Linked DNA regions of Mus musculus: all the other regions are linked to region 4. Evidence: chromatin contacts called from public promoter capture Hi-C data. All regions are on one chromosome and are shown on one strand. The core of a region is the stretch at or near the end of the contact, and the rest is flanking DNA. Distances in the headings are between cores, read along the strand shown. Region 1 holds the start of Il18 (interleukin 18). Region 2 holds the start of Dixdc1 (DIX domain containing 1). Region 3 holds the start of Colca2 (COLCA2 homolog). Region 4 holds the start of Sik2 (salt inducible kinase 2).

Region 1 (3,872 bases), core at 970-3,469, 450 kb after region 4:
ATTTCCATTTGATTATTTTTACTTTTAACCATTATATTTGACTAATAAAAATTTGGCTTAAAATATTTTCTTATGATAAAAATAAAAACTGGAAGTTACTATAACCTGGCTATTTTTTTATTTTTTTAAGTGTCATGCTATATGGAATCCAGGTGAATTCATGGTGTACCTGACTCAACCTCCCTACCTAGTATCAGCATTAAGGTTATATTCCAACAAGTCTGGCTGTCAAGTGGCTTTTTACCTATTAACCACATTGATTTGTAAAGTTTATGAATTATATTTAGAAGCTTTAGTTAGAGTGGATGATATGGAAAGGAAATTAGTAATGTGGGACTCAGGAGATCATGGCTTAAACATGGCTTCAGCAGGCCACTCCTATCTTATGATAATATGAAGTGGAATTTGGTCTAGAGAAGTGGTTTTCAACCTTCCAAATGCTGCAACTCTCCATTACAGTTCCTCATGTTGTTGTGACTCTCAACATAAAATTATTTTTATTTCTGATTCATAACTGTAATTTTGCTACTGTTATGAATCAGGATGTAAATATCGGTGTTTTCTGATGGTCTTAGGAGACTCCTGTGAAAGGGTTGTCTGACCCCAAACGGGTCATGACCCACAGGTTTGAGAAATGCTGGTCCAGAGGATCTCTTAGATGAAAAATTCCTCCTCTATTCAAATAAAGCACATTTATGATTTTATTAAAAATGGTCTATGAAATATATAACATTAGTTGGCTCCAAAAAAATCTATCTCCACTTTTTATCATATAGACAATTGGTCTTTTCTGTGTATATTTTCTAATATAAGAATAGGGCACCACAAGGAATTTGTATTTTTAAATTAGGCAGTATCTTTTTACCTGGATGCTTGTAAACTTGTAAATTTTCATTCCATCAAGTTACATGTTTGTTTGAGGCAGGACCTATGAAACCCTGGATGGCCTAGAACTCACTCTGTAGGCCAGGCTGTCCTTAAGCTCTCAGAGAATTCCAGCTGCTCTGCATAGATTGCTAGAATTAAAAGAAAAGAAAAAACAATAACAAAATAATGGGGTGCTGAATCTCATTTTTTGTTATTTTTGCTTCCAAGCAGTGTTTGTTATTTAGGTTCTCAAAGATACTTGTTAAAATAATAAAATTATGTACTGTGATATGTATTTATGGTCTCCTGTCTGTGCTTTATTGTGAGAGAATGCTTTTCATAAAACTAATGAATATCACCTTTAATTTCAGCACTCAGGAGGCAGAGGCATGTGGATCTCTGTGAGTTCGAGATCAGCCTGGTCTACAGAGTGAGCTCCTAGACAGCCAGGACTATACAGAAAGACCCTGTCTTGAAAACCCAGCTCAACGCAAACTAAACCAAAAACAACGCCCCTCCCACCCCAAACACCTAATGAATGTAAAAGAAAAGGGATGAGAGGAAAGGGAAAAGGGTGAGCTATTGCCTGCCAGTCTAAATTGAAACTTCATTCTGTCTGAATCATTTCAGAGGAGAGAAGTTGTACAATGAACCCCTGAATCTGGTTCCATGGACTTAGCGGCAGGTGGGGGCAAATTCCAATAAGGAATGGTTAAGGAGGGAGGCTATTATTGGTCCAATTTTAATGTCAAAGGTTAGAGTTGGTTAGGACACTTGCCATAGAACTGAGACTAAGTTAGTGTTTTGAGCCCCGCCTCTCCTTTTCCCTCCCCTCCAGTCCCATTTGATCTCAGAGCCAGGGACAACCCAGGCTCATTATTTACTTAATCAGGCCAGTGGCTGCAGATTCAGAAATCTCAAGACCTGAGTTAAGAACTGAGTTAAATACTATTTCTCAACTGTTTCTGCGTTTCCTCAGCAGCCTTCTTGACACCGCAGGGTTCTTCCTGTGGCAGTGTACCATCGCCCAGGTAGGGGACTCCCCTCTACCCGTTCCTTTCCTGGGCCACTTACCAGTCTGCAGTTGGACTGCTGCGCCCGGGGCCTGAGGATTATAGCAGGCTTCCAAAGCCTCTTTGTGTGATGCAGGCAGCACACCACAGGGGAGAAGTGAAAGCAAGCTTGTTTTACCAACCACAGGATTGGTGTACTCATCGTTGTGGGAACAGCCAGTGTTCAGTCAGCTAATGTGACGCACTGGGGCAGGATTCAGCCCAGAGATCTGATTTGTCCTGGATGCCTCAAAGGGTTTTTCTCTATCCTGAGTTTTCCCAGCTGAAAACCACTGCTTTGTATTCGGATGCAAATGTTTGGTTCTCCTATTTGCATTCTGGGGAACTGTCTCAAACCCTGTGGTTTTTGTTCTGTAGCTTTCTATTATAGTTACTACTTCAAGGATTTATTTTCAGTGATTGGTTAATTATAGAACTGCCAGAAATGGCAACAATATGCACAGTTAATTATAAAGTTATTTAACCATAGTAACTTATATAGTATGCTGTATTGTATGTAAGGCAGCATGCTAGGTGCTAGGAGTGGGGAGGTATAGCTAGACTTTGTATTCAAAGAATACTGCCAGGAGAGGTTGTAAAGTGCACTGGCCTTTTATCACACAGGACAGCAAGATAAGGGCCACCAGAAAGCTCTCCGAAGTTGTAGCGAGGAAATGGGAATTCGGTGCTTAAGAAGCAGGTGACCCAGAAATTGGAACTTGAAGGTTGAGTTGCATATGCAAGTTTCATCTGAAGGAGATGAGAAATATCCTAAGTGAAGAGAATAGAATGGTCATGAGACTAGGGAGCAATCCAGCTAGGCTGGAGTGAACAGCTAGGGTGGGCTGAGGGCCATACGAGGTCTTTAAGTGCCTCGCCTGCTCAGGTAGTTTCAACAATTACAAGTGATTTGTGATTGAATGGATGGAATTCACATGGAGGAATGAATGATGCAGCCAGATTTACATGTAGGAGATTTAATATTCACATTATTGCACTGGTGGAAAAGCATCTTCCCCGCTCATCCAGATAAATTAGAATCTCTAGACCTGATGAGAGCTGGAGGCAATTGTCTGAGGTCTCTAACCCTTAAGATGGTCCAGTGGCTCCAGGAACTCATCTCACTAAGTTTCTCTTTCCAGACTTCAACTGAGAGGCTGCCAAGAAAGAGTCAAGGGCCTGAGTTAGGCAGCAGGAAGTGACACATAGGAAGGAGAAGTTGAGGTACCAGGGCTGAGGAAGATGGGCTTCGGATAGGAAAAAATCTGTAGTCCCAGGAGAGAGACTGATGAAGACAGAGTTACCCGTGCAGAATTTTGAGCCTGGGGAATTTATATGTAAGCCACAGAGTCATCTTTTTTTCAAATTTCCCCTACTGGCCTGTGCCACTGGGGTCAGAAGAACTGTGCTGTAAGGAGAGTGAGCAAAATGAATTCAGTGCCCACAGAGAGACTGAAGCGAGATGTTTGCTGGTGGAAGAGCTGATTCAGAAGAGGAGATAAAGAGTTGAGAGTCGGGTCGAAGACATAACTGGAGAACTTACGAATCAAGATGAGATTACTAAGGGCCAACGTTGAAATTAAAGGGTAAAGGTCCAAGGTTATACTTTGACATTTCCTTGGTGATAAGAGGTCAGTAGAGGAGATTAACATTTGCTAAGTATCATTGCATTTCATTATGATGGGAGGTCTGAGTAGGAGTCATTAACCTCTCTTAACCCTTATTTTATTTTCGATAAAACTTGAGGTTTGGCAGGGTTAAGATGTTTGCCTAAAGTTACCAGCTAATGAAGAAGGAAGCTGACGGGAAGCAGAATAGTTAAACAGCAGCAAAGTTAAAAGAGCAGTTAAATGTTAGAATAGCTCATCTCCCAAGCCAAGAATGGAAACAGGCGTAAGCAGGTGGTGGCAGCCATATCAAGTACTCCATACAAAAAGTTTGAGGAGTATAATA
Region 2 (4,136 bases), core at 1,399-3,898, 280 kb after region 4:
AAATAAGGTAATGGGCCAAATGAGATCTCTATTTTGAAGATTTGAAATTCAGTATGGGGACTGGAGAGATGGCACAGTAGTTAAGTGCACTCACTGCTCTTCCAGAGGACCCGAATTTGGTTTGCATCACCCCACACTGGGTTGCTCTCAACATCCTGTACCCCGGGGTACTCAACATCCTCTTCTGGTGTCTGATCTCCAAAGGGGACCTTCACACACATAGCACAGACACACAAATACATCGATTATATCTAGGCATGGTACTACGTGTCTGTAATCCCAGCACTTGGGAGGCAGAAACACGAGGACTAGGAGTTCAAGGTCATCTTTGGCTTTTTAGGCAGCTGGAGACCAGCCAGGGCTACCCACGGCCCTGCCTCAAAAGACCAAAATGATAAGCAAATCGGTTGCTTTGTAAGTCTTCTCTCCAAAGCACTGAGCTCCCAGGCGTTGTTCCCATCAAAGACTGGAGTTTTGAGAAACCGTGATTTCTTGGCATGGATGACTGTCTGTAGGCCTCCCTCTGATGCCCAAACTGACTTATATAAACTGAACATTTTGGTTTTTCATCATTAGGTATGTAGATGTGCCATGTGCAATTCTATGCCATTGCAAGTCTGCTCATAAAGGGCCCCATTGTCTTAAACATGGGTTAGTGAGTCTCCTGGTGGTATTTTGCCTTGGACTGAAGGAACAGTAGAGAGTCTTGGTGAACCACCCTGGCTAGCTGGTGGAGGACAGAGAGGTCTCTGACTTGCAGAGCGCTCAGGATCGGTTTCACTTGGTATTACTGCTTTCCTCTGGCTTCAGCCTGAGTGGAACAGTCAGGATTTAACCAGCTGAGCGACCAGCTCAGGGCAGGCTGACACTCAGCTTCCTGCTTCTTGTGGTCAAAGGCACTTTGTTTGTTTTTTCTTCCCCAGAAGAACTTTGTGTTTAGCAGCTTTAGATATCTAGTCAGGCTGCCCCAAGTAAGGGTTTTCTTATCCCCTAGTGACCCGAGGAGGAGGCCATTGGGTTAAATATGATTTAGTAGGCTCATTATAGACTTTTCTTGCTGAGGTCCTAATGGAGTCTGAGGGAGATACAGGATGGCTAGAAAATGGTTTGTAATTCCTTGATTATTGAGTTGCGTGTCCCTGACCAGCTGTGTCCTTGGACAAGGCTCTGATCTCCTCTGGGTCTTAACACTGTAATTTCTCCCTTTTGTCTAGGATCACAAGATGGAATGTAAAATGGACTTTCTTTCTCTCATTCTTTCTTTCTTTTTTAAGATCACTTAGTCCAAGCATGCAAATGACTAGTGTTCTTAAAAATAAACATCAGAGCTGTGACCTCAGCCAGGCCACACGAGAAAGAGGCTCTGTTACACCCAAGGGTGGATGCTTTTACCTGACAATGTACAAGGGCATTCTTGGTGCTTTATTTTAAAACTCACTTATAAAGTATGTGTTCCTTTCTTTCCTTCTTTCTTTCAAGAGCAGGTCTCATCTATATGGTCTGGAACTATATGTGGCTGACCTGGAACTTGCTATATAGACCAGGCTAGCTTTGGACTTAGAACCTCTAGAGTGTTGATCTGGTGTGTGTGTGTGTGTGTGTGTGTGTGTGCGCGCGCGCGCACGCGCGCGTGTATGTGCATGCATATGATAGGTGTATACCCCCATGCTGGCTCTTAGAAATTATTTTATTATAAAACCAATTAATTAGTGTGTGTGTGGGGGGGGTGAGCGTAATGTGTGCCTGTGCCCGAGAGATGTGAGTTCTCCCTTTCCACCTTTGCATGGCTCCAGGATTGAACTCAGGTGTCAAGCTTTTACAAGAGCCTTTATCCCCTGAGCCATCGTGCCCAATCTTACCCCTTAGCATTTATTTTGTAAAAAAGATAGAAGATCCTTGGTGTGCCTCTGACGTTTCTATTATGATGGTATGATTTGTTTAGCGCTGTTCAGTTACTTATAGTCTACAGTTACTTACAGAGCCCCAGCCCCAGCCTCTCTCCTCTGGCCCCTTTTTATTGTTATTTCTTGTCATTCTATTTCCTCTTATTTAAATTGCTTCATTCTCCAACCCCGAGTGGGAAAAGGTTGCTGGTTGTCTCACTCTCAAGCCCTGCGTGGAAAAAGGTTGCTGTTAGTCTGGAGAATGGAGTAAGGGGTGGGTGGGGTAATCCTGTGACTCACTCCTTTCCCCACCCACCTTGTGATGAGGTGCTTGCAGCCTTAAATGAGCAAAGTGACTACATACGTGTGTGTGTGTGTGTGTGTGTACGTGCGTGTGCGTGTGCGTGTGCGTGTGTGTGTGTGTGTGTGTGTGTATGTGCGTGTATGTGCGTGCACACGCTCGGGGACGCCCGCCTCCAAACGTGCAGTGTAGTGATTGCAGGCATATGCTCAGGCTGGCAAGCCCGCTTGTGTCAGCGCGGATGTGTGTGTGTGCTCACGCGTGTGTGAATGCTCGTTGCGAGCACCCGTGCGGAGCCTGCGTGCGCGCCCACGGCTTCCCCGCACTCCCTGGAGACCCGGGGCTGCCTGCTAGCGCCTCTTGCCTGTGCGCAGCGCGCGCCCTGCTGTTTCTATAGGAACCAGCACAGCGCCGGGCCCCTCCGGCTGCAGCCCGCGCGCGAGCATGCCCAGTGCAAGCCGCTAGTTTGGCTCGGGTCTAGGTTTCCAGTAAGTGGCATGCGGGACTCCAGAGAGCTCCCAGGGAGCTGAGCTGATCGCCTTTGTGTACAGAGGGAAGAGACGGTGGCGTGACCCCACCCGGGAAGCCCCGCGGCAGGAACAATGCTAGCCTGCTTGACCCGCGGGAACTTACTGGACGTCCTGCAAGAGGGCTTCAATGAGGTAACTGCCCTGCTCCTCCCACCCCCAGCTCCCGGTCACCCCGCGCCTCCCGCCTAATCTCCCGAAGGGAATCCTGGGGGGCGGTGAGGGGCATCCTCCCGGGGAGCCCATTTAAGAGCCTGGGTGGTAGAGTCAAGGAGGTAGGTGTGGTGCAGATGCATCAACCCGAGGACATCAGAAAGGCGGTGGGCCTCCTCTAAACTGGAGGGATTGAGTACCTTCCCGAGGTGGGAAGGGCAGGCAGGACTACGGACTCAGAAGGCATCTTCTTGCCGAAAAGGTGGTCCCCACGCCTCCCAGGGACTCTCCAGGGACATCCTAGAGGGAAGCCCTGAACAGATGCGGCAGAGCTCTATTTCAGGCGCTAAGCGGATGAGTCACGGGAGGGGTGCGGTGGCGTGGCATTGGTAGAAAGTTTGAAAGAGGGTAGGAGACTGTGGGTGGTCCACATGAGGGGTGAATTTCCTGAATCCTGCACATCCACGTGCGAATTTCCTGAATCATGCACATTAGATTTCTCCACCACTGAGGAGGACAAGGTTGGCTGAGAGGACCAACCTGGGCCTCAGGCCCAGTTTCAGGAGCTAATATTAGTGTGATTCCCTTCTGTGAGAACTGTGGTGGGGAGCTGCAACCTGACAGGAAAGGTGGGCCAGGATTGACCCAAGCAGGCTCTGTTTTCTCTTCAAAAGTTTCTCTCAGAATTCTGTTACCTCTTCCATTTGCTTCTTTTGTGACTCAGGCTACTCTTGTTTGCTCCTCAGTCATCCTTTGGTTGCTTTAGGCCTGCAGCCGCAAAGGCATAAGCTATTGGTCATGGCTTCCTGCCTTTTCCCTCAGTTCACCTTTCCCTTCTCTATGGGTTTCTTAAATTTCAGATTGTGTGTGTGTGTGTGTGTGTGTGTGTGTGTGTGTGTGTGTGGTGGGGGCCTTGGGGATGCTACCAAGGTGTTTTACCAGTACTCCACTCCTCCACCCTTTACAACAGCCCTTGTGTTTTTAGAATCAGTTTTTAGTCAGATAATATAAACAGCCCTGTGTGCAGGGGTGACTGAAACTAGGACCTTGCAGTATGACTAGGGGCTTGATCACTGAGCTACATCCTAAACCCATTCTCTTCTTAAATATTAACATTATGGACAAGATGGACGAGCCTTTGTGCCCTTGCCGTCTCTCACCCCCTTCCCAACCTTTCCCCTAGAGGCAACCAGCTATTCTCATGAATTTCCATGTAGGTTTTTTTTTTTTCTACAGCTGCACGGCAGGCTTCCCCCTTGATCCCTGTTTCTA
Region 3 (4,033 bases), core at 427-2,926, 270 kb before region 4:
GCCCAAAGTGGCTCTTTGCTGTGCCACACCCTCTGTCTGCCATGTTCATTCCCCAAAACCTGCCATTTCCCCTTAAAATGGAGAGTGGACAAGAGAGATTCAATGTGGCTGTCCAACCTGGTTCAGGTGGTCCACAGGGAACAGCCTAGGTCAGTGGGGACTTCAGGGCAGCCTTTGAGGCACTAACATAGAGCATCTTTGAGGACACCTGCTCTGCCTGTGGGCAGGTGGACAAAATGTTTAAAATAGGAGAAAAGCAAGGGTCAGGACCCAAAGGGATCTCCCTCTCTGTTTCTCTGGACTCTCTGTGAGGTGCCTGTGTGCAGGATTTCTGCAGAAGATAGTCCATTTTGTTAAGCCTTTGAATATTCAAATTGAAAGTATCGCGCAATCATTGATTGTCAAATCATGGGTTTCTAGAGGTTTTAAATACTTGGCATGAGGGGGAAAAAACTCAAACCTATACCCGAAGGTATAAAACATTAATTCTGTGTGTCTCCTGATCCAGGGACCTGGGTGCTGCCTCGTGTTTTGTGAAACTTTAAAAATGTCGCATCTCTGCCTTTCTCCCTGCACAGGAGCCTTCCTAGGTGCTGAGTCTCTGAAGCTGCAGCATCCAGTCTCCAGCCCAGCTCCTGCTGACCAGGATGTCGGGTAACTCAGATGCTTTTCCAGGGGTCGGGTCATGAGGGCCAGGGGCACTTGGATCCGAGTGTATTTCCTCTGCTTTTCCTGCGTATAACAGAGAGGCACAAAGTCAGGGAATAATAGTCAGGGCCGGGCATGGATCCAGAGAGGACGCGATCCCGCTGTGTCGGGTCCCTCTGGGTGACTGCCCCCCAGAGCAGAGGCCCAGAGACCCATAAGGCCACTCCGGACAATCGAGTCCCCCACGCCCCTGCCTGCCCTTTCACTTTTCCACCTTGGAGTCCTGGGAATTTGGAGGCGCCGACCTTGTGAGCCCAGAAGCGGCGGCGCGGGGGAGCTAGAGGCTCACGGTGAGCCCTGGACTGGAGCAGGACGCACCCGGCAGGGAACTGGGCTGGGGCTGGTCCCGCGTGGACCCCGAGGCGCGCCCGCGCTGCCTGCAGATCCCAGAGCCGACCCAGACAGTGGGGATGGGAGGAAAGGAGACTGGAGCGGAGTGGGCGCGTCCTGGCACTGCAGCAAGACAAACCGATGCCCAGGACCGGGAAGAACAGCGCACTAACTTTCCTTAGGGATCCTAACTTTCAGGATCTGGCTCGTGGGTGGGGGTCTCCCTGCTGTCCAGCCGCGGTCCCTACACTAACCAGGCGAGGCGCTGGTGGCCTGGCACTGTCTCCAAACGCCTAGGCCAGGGGCCACTGTGCTCCGCCCCTCCCCGTGATTCTAATAAGCGCTCTCTCCAGGGTCAAGGTCGGGTGGGAGTCACACTGGGCTTCTAAGTCAAACTCTATTCGGAAAGTGCCTCTGCCGGGTCTAGCCTGGCCTAACAACCAGTCAGACCTACTCACTGCGCTCTGCCGGGACCCCAGGCGGTCACCGGTCCCTCCCAGCCGACCCCCGCCTAGCACAGCCGGCTACTTGGGCTCTCCCAGGTCTCCCGGCCCAGCTCTGCCGGCTCAGGGGCGGCCCCTTCCGGAGGGCTGCCTCTAGGCGACTGCGCGGTCCTAGGGAGCCTCGGGATGCCATTACTCCAGAGCTGCAGCTCTTGCTGGAGAACTCTCCACAGCTCAGTTCTCCAAAAGCCTGCACCGGAAAGGGAGGGGGTGGGAAGAGATGAAGAGAGCGACAGAGTCGGAGACTAGAGGGAGGAAGGGGGTGAGGAAGAAAAGACATTTTTGAAAAAGAGAAAGGACCGACAGGAGACTATTTCCCGATCTTGGCTCCTTTTCTGGGGTCAGTGCAGTAAGTCCTTAACAGGGCCAGGACAGACTGACTGCCCCGACCCCTGTAGCTTGTCGCTTGTTTCAGGGCTTGCTTCCAGACCAAGGGCACCACAAATAAAGGTTGTACTTCCCCAGAAGCCATGCCTGGATTGATAGAGGAATACAGTGGGGCGGGGGGCATGGGGAGAGGGGCTGTTGTTCACATTATGGTGAGGTCCGCGAGATCAGTTGGAAACAGAGAGCACCCCAGATCCACAAGCTGAGCCGGAACCCCAGATTTAATATCGTAGCCAAAATAGCAGGCTTGTTTGACCTCCCTCCACATTCCAGAGCAGAACAGCTGGTACTGTCCTGAGGATGGGGCCCAGCTAGGGATGAATAATTTCATAGATGCCCACAGATACTGTTCCCACTAGGACCCTGAAGCACCTGCCTGTGCTTAACCTTTTCTAGTTTGAGAAATGTGGGTATTTTTTAACGTTATCTTTTCTTTCTTTTTCTTCTTCTTCTTTTTTTTTCTTTTCTTTTTCTTTTTTCATTCTCTTCGTGTGTTCTGCAAAGGTAGAAACTTGGCCTTGGGTATCCTAGCCTTACCAAGGGAACCCTCACTGTATCCCCTTGACACCCAAGCTTTGAAACTGACCACTAACCCTGTTGCCTCTCCCCAGAAAAACCTAAGGTGTATCAAGGCGTCCGTGTGAAGATGACCGTGAAAGAGCTTCTGCAGCAAAGAAGGGCACACCAGGCCACCTCAGGGGCAAACGTAAGCACCACCCTCTCCGTCTCTGTCCCTCCCAGTCCATCGAAGGCTTCGTTCAGCCCTGTGTCAGGGAAGATGCAGAGGCCACCCATAAGCACAGCCCTGTTCAGGGATTCTTACATCTGTCCCCAACTTCCCAGGTCACCATAGGCAGCCACCAAAACCTGTGGGACATGGTGTAGGGCTCAGGACTGTGGGAGGCTCACCTCTCACTGCTCATAGCTGAGTGGGGAAGGCTTCTTGGTCCTCTGCAAGGAAGAGAGGCAGCCAACAGGTTAAATATGTTTTTATAGTGTTAAGAGAGTATAGATACAGCCCCAACAAACTCATTGAAAAAAAATTATCTCCCAGAAACCCACCTAGTTTCTCTGTAATTTAGGCTCTGAGGTCATGTATATGAAAAACCAGCAGTCACTGGAAGTCTCTGGAAGAAAAGGCCTCTCTCTCTGGAATACACAGAACTATGACAGAACTGATCTGGGTAGTCATAAGACACTCTGACACCTCACATTTATAACCCAAGTGCTTGGGGCAGCTGCAGAACCATGTAAACTAGGCGTGCTTGTCCACCGAGAGAGAGTTCAATTTGAAGAGCCTTCTACACGTGACACTGTTAGTGCTTGTGGGTAGGTGTAGGTGTGGAGGGAGGATCAGACAGGATTCCAGTCATCTATGACTTCACTGGTCTGGTCAGCATGTGATCCTGTGCAAGTTCCATGTTGGACTTCATGAATGGAACTTTGGCACCTCAAGCAACAGGAGGGAGAAATTATGGAGTGATGGTGAGATAGGTTTCTGAGCCAGAGGACTTGGGCTTAGTTCTCAGTGACTCTGTGGCACGTGTCCTCCGATACATTGACTTACTAGAGGCTTCTTTGTCTGTTCCCCTAATTGTTCTGTTGAAAGCTAAGAAGAGTTGTATAAAGGCTAAATAAGTGTTTAGGGGCATTCTCCACAGAGAGTGCTCAACAGATCACTAAAGTAAATTCCAACCAAGGGTGGATGGGCCGTTTGCACTAATGTGTATTACACCTTTCTCTCAGAACTTAGAGTTGAAGCACATTTGCTATGATTTGATACACACAGCTAGATAAATTAGTTGTCCCCATTTGCAGAATATCAGGCAACAGTAGAATGTTCTTATAATACTAAGGTGGATTTTCAGTGATTCTTTGTTCAAAGTACCTTTGTATATTCATTATTTCATTTGATTGTAATGATCAGATGACATGAAGAGATCAGAAATCTGTATGCCTCATGACAGCTAAGATCCAAAGTCTTGAAGTTAGAAACAGGCTAAAGGTAGAAACAAGATCATCTTATTTTTCAGTATTGGCTCTCTAAACTCATCTTTCTACAGAGCCGATCATACTAACAGGAGTTTAATAACCTCAGTAGTTCA
Region 4 (3,742 bases), core at 1,225-3,724:
GTTTTTATCCATAAATACTTCAGTGTGTGTTTCTTAAGAATACTTCTTTCATAGCACAGTACAATGATTAGAATCAAGAAACCTAGCATTAAGGGCTGGAGAGATGGCTCAGATTTAAAAGGAGTACTGTTCCTGCAGAGGACCTGAGTTCAGTTCCCAGCACCCACATCAGATGCCTTAACACCACCTGTAACTCCAGCTATAGAGAGCTAATGCCCTTTGGGGGACACTATGGGCATCTGCACGCACACCTGCATGTAAATACCCACACATACACTTAGCTAAAAGTAAAAGAAATCTTTAAGGGGTTCAACATTGAAAGAATACTTATATCTGATATGCATCCAATTCTATTTTCAACTATTGCCCTGACAGTATTCCTTGGTGCCATGTTTTTCCAGGACCATGTGCTGCATTAGTGGCAAGTCTCTTAAGACCTTAAATCTAAAATTCTTCTGCAGTCTTTCTTTCACGACAATGGCAACTTTAAGCATGCTGGGTAATTAGGGGATAGATGTGTGCAGTTTACATTTTTCTGCTTTGTTTCTTCGTGACAGATTCAGAATATGTACTTTTAAAGTAATATCACTTCAGAGATATGTCCTGGGTACTTCAGATCAGAGGGCCCTGTGTGTTATTTTATTCCAATTGCTAACTAGGATCATTCTATCAGGAAATTGACTGTCAGATTTCTTCACTATAATTTGTTATCTTTTGTTAATCCTTCCCAATGATTTTTTTATTCCAAAGATATTTTGAGACTGTTTAAATACCCTATTCCCCAACCAAACTTTACCCAATGACTTTAACAACTATTGTTAATTCTTGTCTGAGCCAGTTATTACTATAACAGCCACAAAATGGTGATTTCATAATTTTTACATGCATCCTCTTCTCATTTATCCTGACTGGGAACATAGCTCAGTGATACAATACTTGCCTAGCATGGGTACCGTTCTGAGTTTGAGTTTCCTGAATGAGATGGGGAGGGCATAGACATTTAAGGGGGCTTATCACATATACAATATTTCTGAGAACCTGTCTAAAAAAAAAAGTAAAGTGACAAAATGAAGTATGAGCTCCTTCTAAGATTTTAATGTAGGCTGGGAATGGTGACACCTGCCTTTAATCTCAGCACTCAAGAGACTGCCTAGTCTACATGGCAAGTTACAGGCTATCTAGGGCTACATAGTGAGATGATGTTTCAAAAACAAAAAAAAAAACAACAGTCCCAAAACAATAAAACACTAGGGCCTAAGAGATGGCTCATTGGCTAAAGTTACCTACAGCAACCACCCCTAGGACTCACAGAGTGGAAGGTGAGAACCAACTCCCACATCCTGTCCTCTGACTTCTTACACAAAATAAAAAGTAATGTGTGTTATAGTGTATTTCCAAAATTGTTGGTTTTTGATACTTAGATTGGCTCAGATTTGGCACTGGTGGGCCCCTTCAAGCTGGCTTCTGACATATTCTTCCTGTTGTATACAAGGAATCCCCTGGTTTACTCATATTAGATCTTTCAAGAGCATCTTATACTTGCCCCCGCTGTCATTACTCCCAAACGAGTTGCGTTTCTTTTAATGGACAATGGGTACCCAGGAACCAAGGTCTGGACACACATAATATATTTCAAGATATTAAAATGTTGTGTTTACTTAGGTCACCATATGGAAGACTGGTGTGATGGGTTATAATTAGAACTCTAGCATTACCTGTGTGACGTTGGCAACTCCCTTCATTCTGGCAGCCTGCTGCGTCATCTGGAAACAAATCGGATTAGATACTTTTTAACCGTTTACAAGTTCCCAAAGCGTTTTAGGATAATACCGGGTCACCTCTCCACAGAGACATGCTCAACTAACATGCTCAACCTACATTTCAGAGGTTCCAGACTCCGAAGCCCATTAGCAATTCCAAATTCCGGGCTTAATCATCTCTGGGGTCTCTTTAGCGCTGACATTTTTTTTTTTTTTCTGCAAGTGACCGACTGCTGTGAGTAGGAATTTAGACGTCAAAAAGTGGAGAGACTTATTTAGTACTGACAAGGGAGCTAAAATGAACACAAAGAAAAGAGGCTGTGAGCAATGCATTGCTCAGCCACGGTGCTCCTCGGGCTCCAAATTTAGCGCTGCAGTCCGCTGAAGAAGAGGTTTTGGCGGGAAGGGCTGCCCCGGCGGAGAGCGCCCGCCAGGCGACCCTCCAGGAGACTGGCCCAGTGCATCCTCCGCACGGCCCACCAGGGCTCGCTCTTGCGCTTCTGCTGGAAGGCAGGAGGAGCGGGGCGGGGCGGACGGCGACCCCGCCCCCGGCCGCGACGCCCTCCTCAGCCTTCTCAGGCCTCGCCGCGGCCGGAAGCCTCGTGCCCGCCCGACCCGCGCACCGCCCCTCCCTCCCGCCCCCGACGTCGGCGCGGCTGCGGTAGCCATGGTGACCGGTGGAGGCCCGCCCCCGCCCCCTGCCCCGGCCCCCTGACGTCGGCTCACGTCAGCGCCGGCGCGCGCCTGGCTGGGCCCTGTGGGGCGGGAGGGAAGCAGCGCCGGAGCGAGAGCCGCGGCCGTCGCCCAGAGCCCAGGCGCGCCGCCCGACGCCCTCCTGCCCGCTCCGTGCCGCTTCTTGCCGGCCAGTTCGTTCGCGTTCCCGTCGCCGTGTCCTGCAGCGGGGGCCAAGCATGGTCATGGCGGATGGCCCGAGGCACTTGCAGCGCGGGCCAGTCCGGGTGGGGTTCTACGACATCGAGGGCACGCTGGGCAAGGGCAACTTTGCCGTGGTGAAGCTGGGGCGGCACCGGATCACCAAGACGGAGGTGCGGCCCCGGGGTTCGGCGGGAGCGTGGCGCGGTTGCGCCCCGGGCGGGGGACGGCGGGCCTGGCACTGCGGGGACCGCGGGGTGCAGGTCGAGTGTGTGTGGGGTGTCCCCGGGAAGCCACACAGGCTTCCGTCCCGACTCTCCCACCCGGGAACCTGGTCTGTGGCCTCGGCTCCTGAGCACAAGTTCCGCGTCTTCCCGGCTTTCGGCTGGGGGTGGGGTGGGAGGGGAAGTCTCTGTGCTCCGGGGCCGCGCGGGGACCAACGTCGCCGGCCGGAGAAAGGGGACCAGCAGCTCCCAGGCTCGGCGGACGCGGAGCGCGGCCCGGACCAAGCCCTCCTCTTCTGCCCGGCGAGGAGGGGGTGACGCGGACCGGACTGGTGCGGACGGGCCGCTGTCCATCTTCTCTGGGCCCGCAGGGTCTCTGAAACGGTTCTTTGGCTGGCTTGATCACTTGCAGGAGGTATAGCAAATACACCAGACAATAGAGCTGGTTAAAAATGGTCATCTCAGCTCTGCACCGTTCTCTGGGGTTGTCCCTTTACCAGGTGTGCATGCTGGCTGCGAGCACGCATTCCTTAAGCCACATCAGATGGACTGTACTCAGCTCTCGACAGCGTCCTGACATTGACTCTCCAGCATCCTCCCTCCGTGCACTGTACATATTTTCTCCCCAAGTCTGCGTTCTTACCTAGCCCACCCTCTTCCTTCCATTGCCTCAAGCTGCTCTCCTCGGGGTCTCTATTTTAAGACGTGCAAATTAAATACCTTGGAAAAAAAACGATCGAAACAAAACCATTTCTTAGTCTACAACCTAGTGGTTTTGACGTACTCTATTCTGCCTTGTGATTGCCACTTGAGTTTCACCGATTTTCAGTTTCTCTCCCCAGTTTTCATCCTTTTCGGGTTTTTTTCCTACTATGTTCTTAAGAA

The links. Promoter capture Hi-C pulls out the DNA fragments that hold promoters and counts their contacts. Capture Hi-C pulls out chosen DNA fragments and counts their contacts.
Region 1: a contact with region 4 is called in a promoter capture Hi-C map of embryonic stem cells, with 4 times the contacts expected there. The contact joins the promoter of Il18 here to the promoter of Sik2 in region 4. A contact is called at or near these places in 4 of 39 promoter capture datasets (the C10 cell line, embryonic stem cells, liver and 1 more) and 2 of 9 other capture datasets (adipose tissue and liver).
Region 2: a contact with region 4 is called in a promoter capture Hi-C map of erythroid cells, with 2.6 times the contacts expected there. The contact joins the promoter of Dixdc1 here to the promoter of Sik2 in region 4. A contact is called at or near these places in 2 of 39 promoter capture datasets (erythroid cells and neural stem cells), 7 of 484 Hi-C or Micro-C datasets (the Ba/F3 cell line, adipose-derived mesenchymal stem cells, embryonic stem cells and 4 more), 5 of 115 datasets of contacts at active chromatin or transcription factors (bone marrow-derived macrophages, embryonic stem cells, fetal liver and 2 more) and 2 of 9 other capture datasets (adipose tissue and embryonic stem cells).
Region 3: a contact with region 4 is called in a promoter capture Hi-C map of adipose tissue. The contact joins the promoter of Colca2 here to the promoter of Sik2 in region 4. A contact is called at or near these places in 11 of 39 promoter capture datasets (the 3T3-L1 cell line, 3T3-L1-derived adipocytes, the C10 cell line and 7 more), 2 of 15 datasets of contacts at CTCF or cohesin (embryonic stem cells and large pre-B cells), 41 of 484 Hi-C or Micro-C datasets (the AML12 cell line, the Ba/F3 cell line, the C2C12 cell line and 26 more), 6 of 115 datasets of contacts at active chromatin or transcription factors (the NIH/3T3 cell line, embryonic stem cells, forebrain and 1 more) and 1 of 9 other capture datasets (adipose tissue).

What each region holds. Positions count from the first base shown.
Region 1 is chr9:50,553,047-50,556,918 of GRCm38.p6, reverse strand. Il18 (interleukin 18) reads right to left here and starts at 2,219. Exons shown (of 7, transcript NM_001357221.1): 1 at 1,942-2,219. Bco2 (beta-carotene oxygenase 2) reads left to right here and starts at 1,781. Exons shown (of 12, transcript NM_133217.3): 1 at 1,781-1,898.
Region 2 is chr9:50,726,496-50,730,631 of GRCm38.p6, reverse strand. Dixdc1 (DIX domain containing 1) reads left to right here and starts at 2,648. Exons shown (of 20, transcript NM_001374656.1): 1 at 2,648-2,846. The coding sequence starts at 2,787.
Region 3 is chr9:51,276,197-51,280,229 of GRCm38.p6, reverse strand. Colca2 (COLCA2 homolog) reads left to right here and starts at 1,676. Exons shown (of 5, transcript NM_001195681.1): 1 at 1,676-1,890; 2 at 2,540-2,634. The coding sequence starts at 2,575. It overlaps Gm32819 (a long non-coding RNA gene), which reads right to left. Exons shown (of 9, transcript XR_003948163.1): 2 at 2,991-4,033; 3 at 2,838-2,879; 4 at 1-2,692.
Region 4 is chr9:51,007,805-51,011,546 of GRCm38.p6, reverse strand. It overlaps Sik2 (salt inducible kinase 2), which reads left to right and starts at 2,474. Exons shown (of 16, transcript NM_178710.3): 1 at 2,474-2,806. The coding sequence starts at 2,672.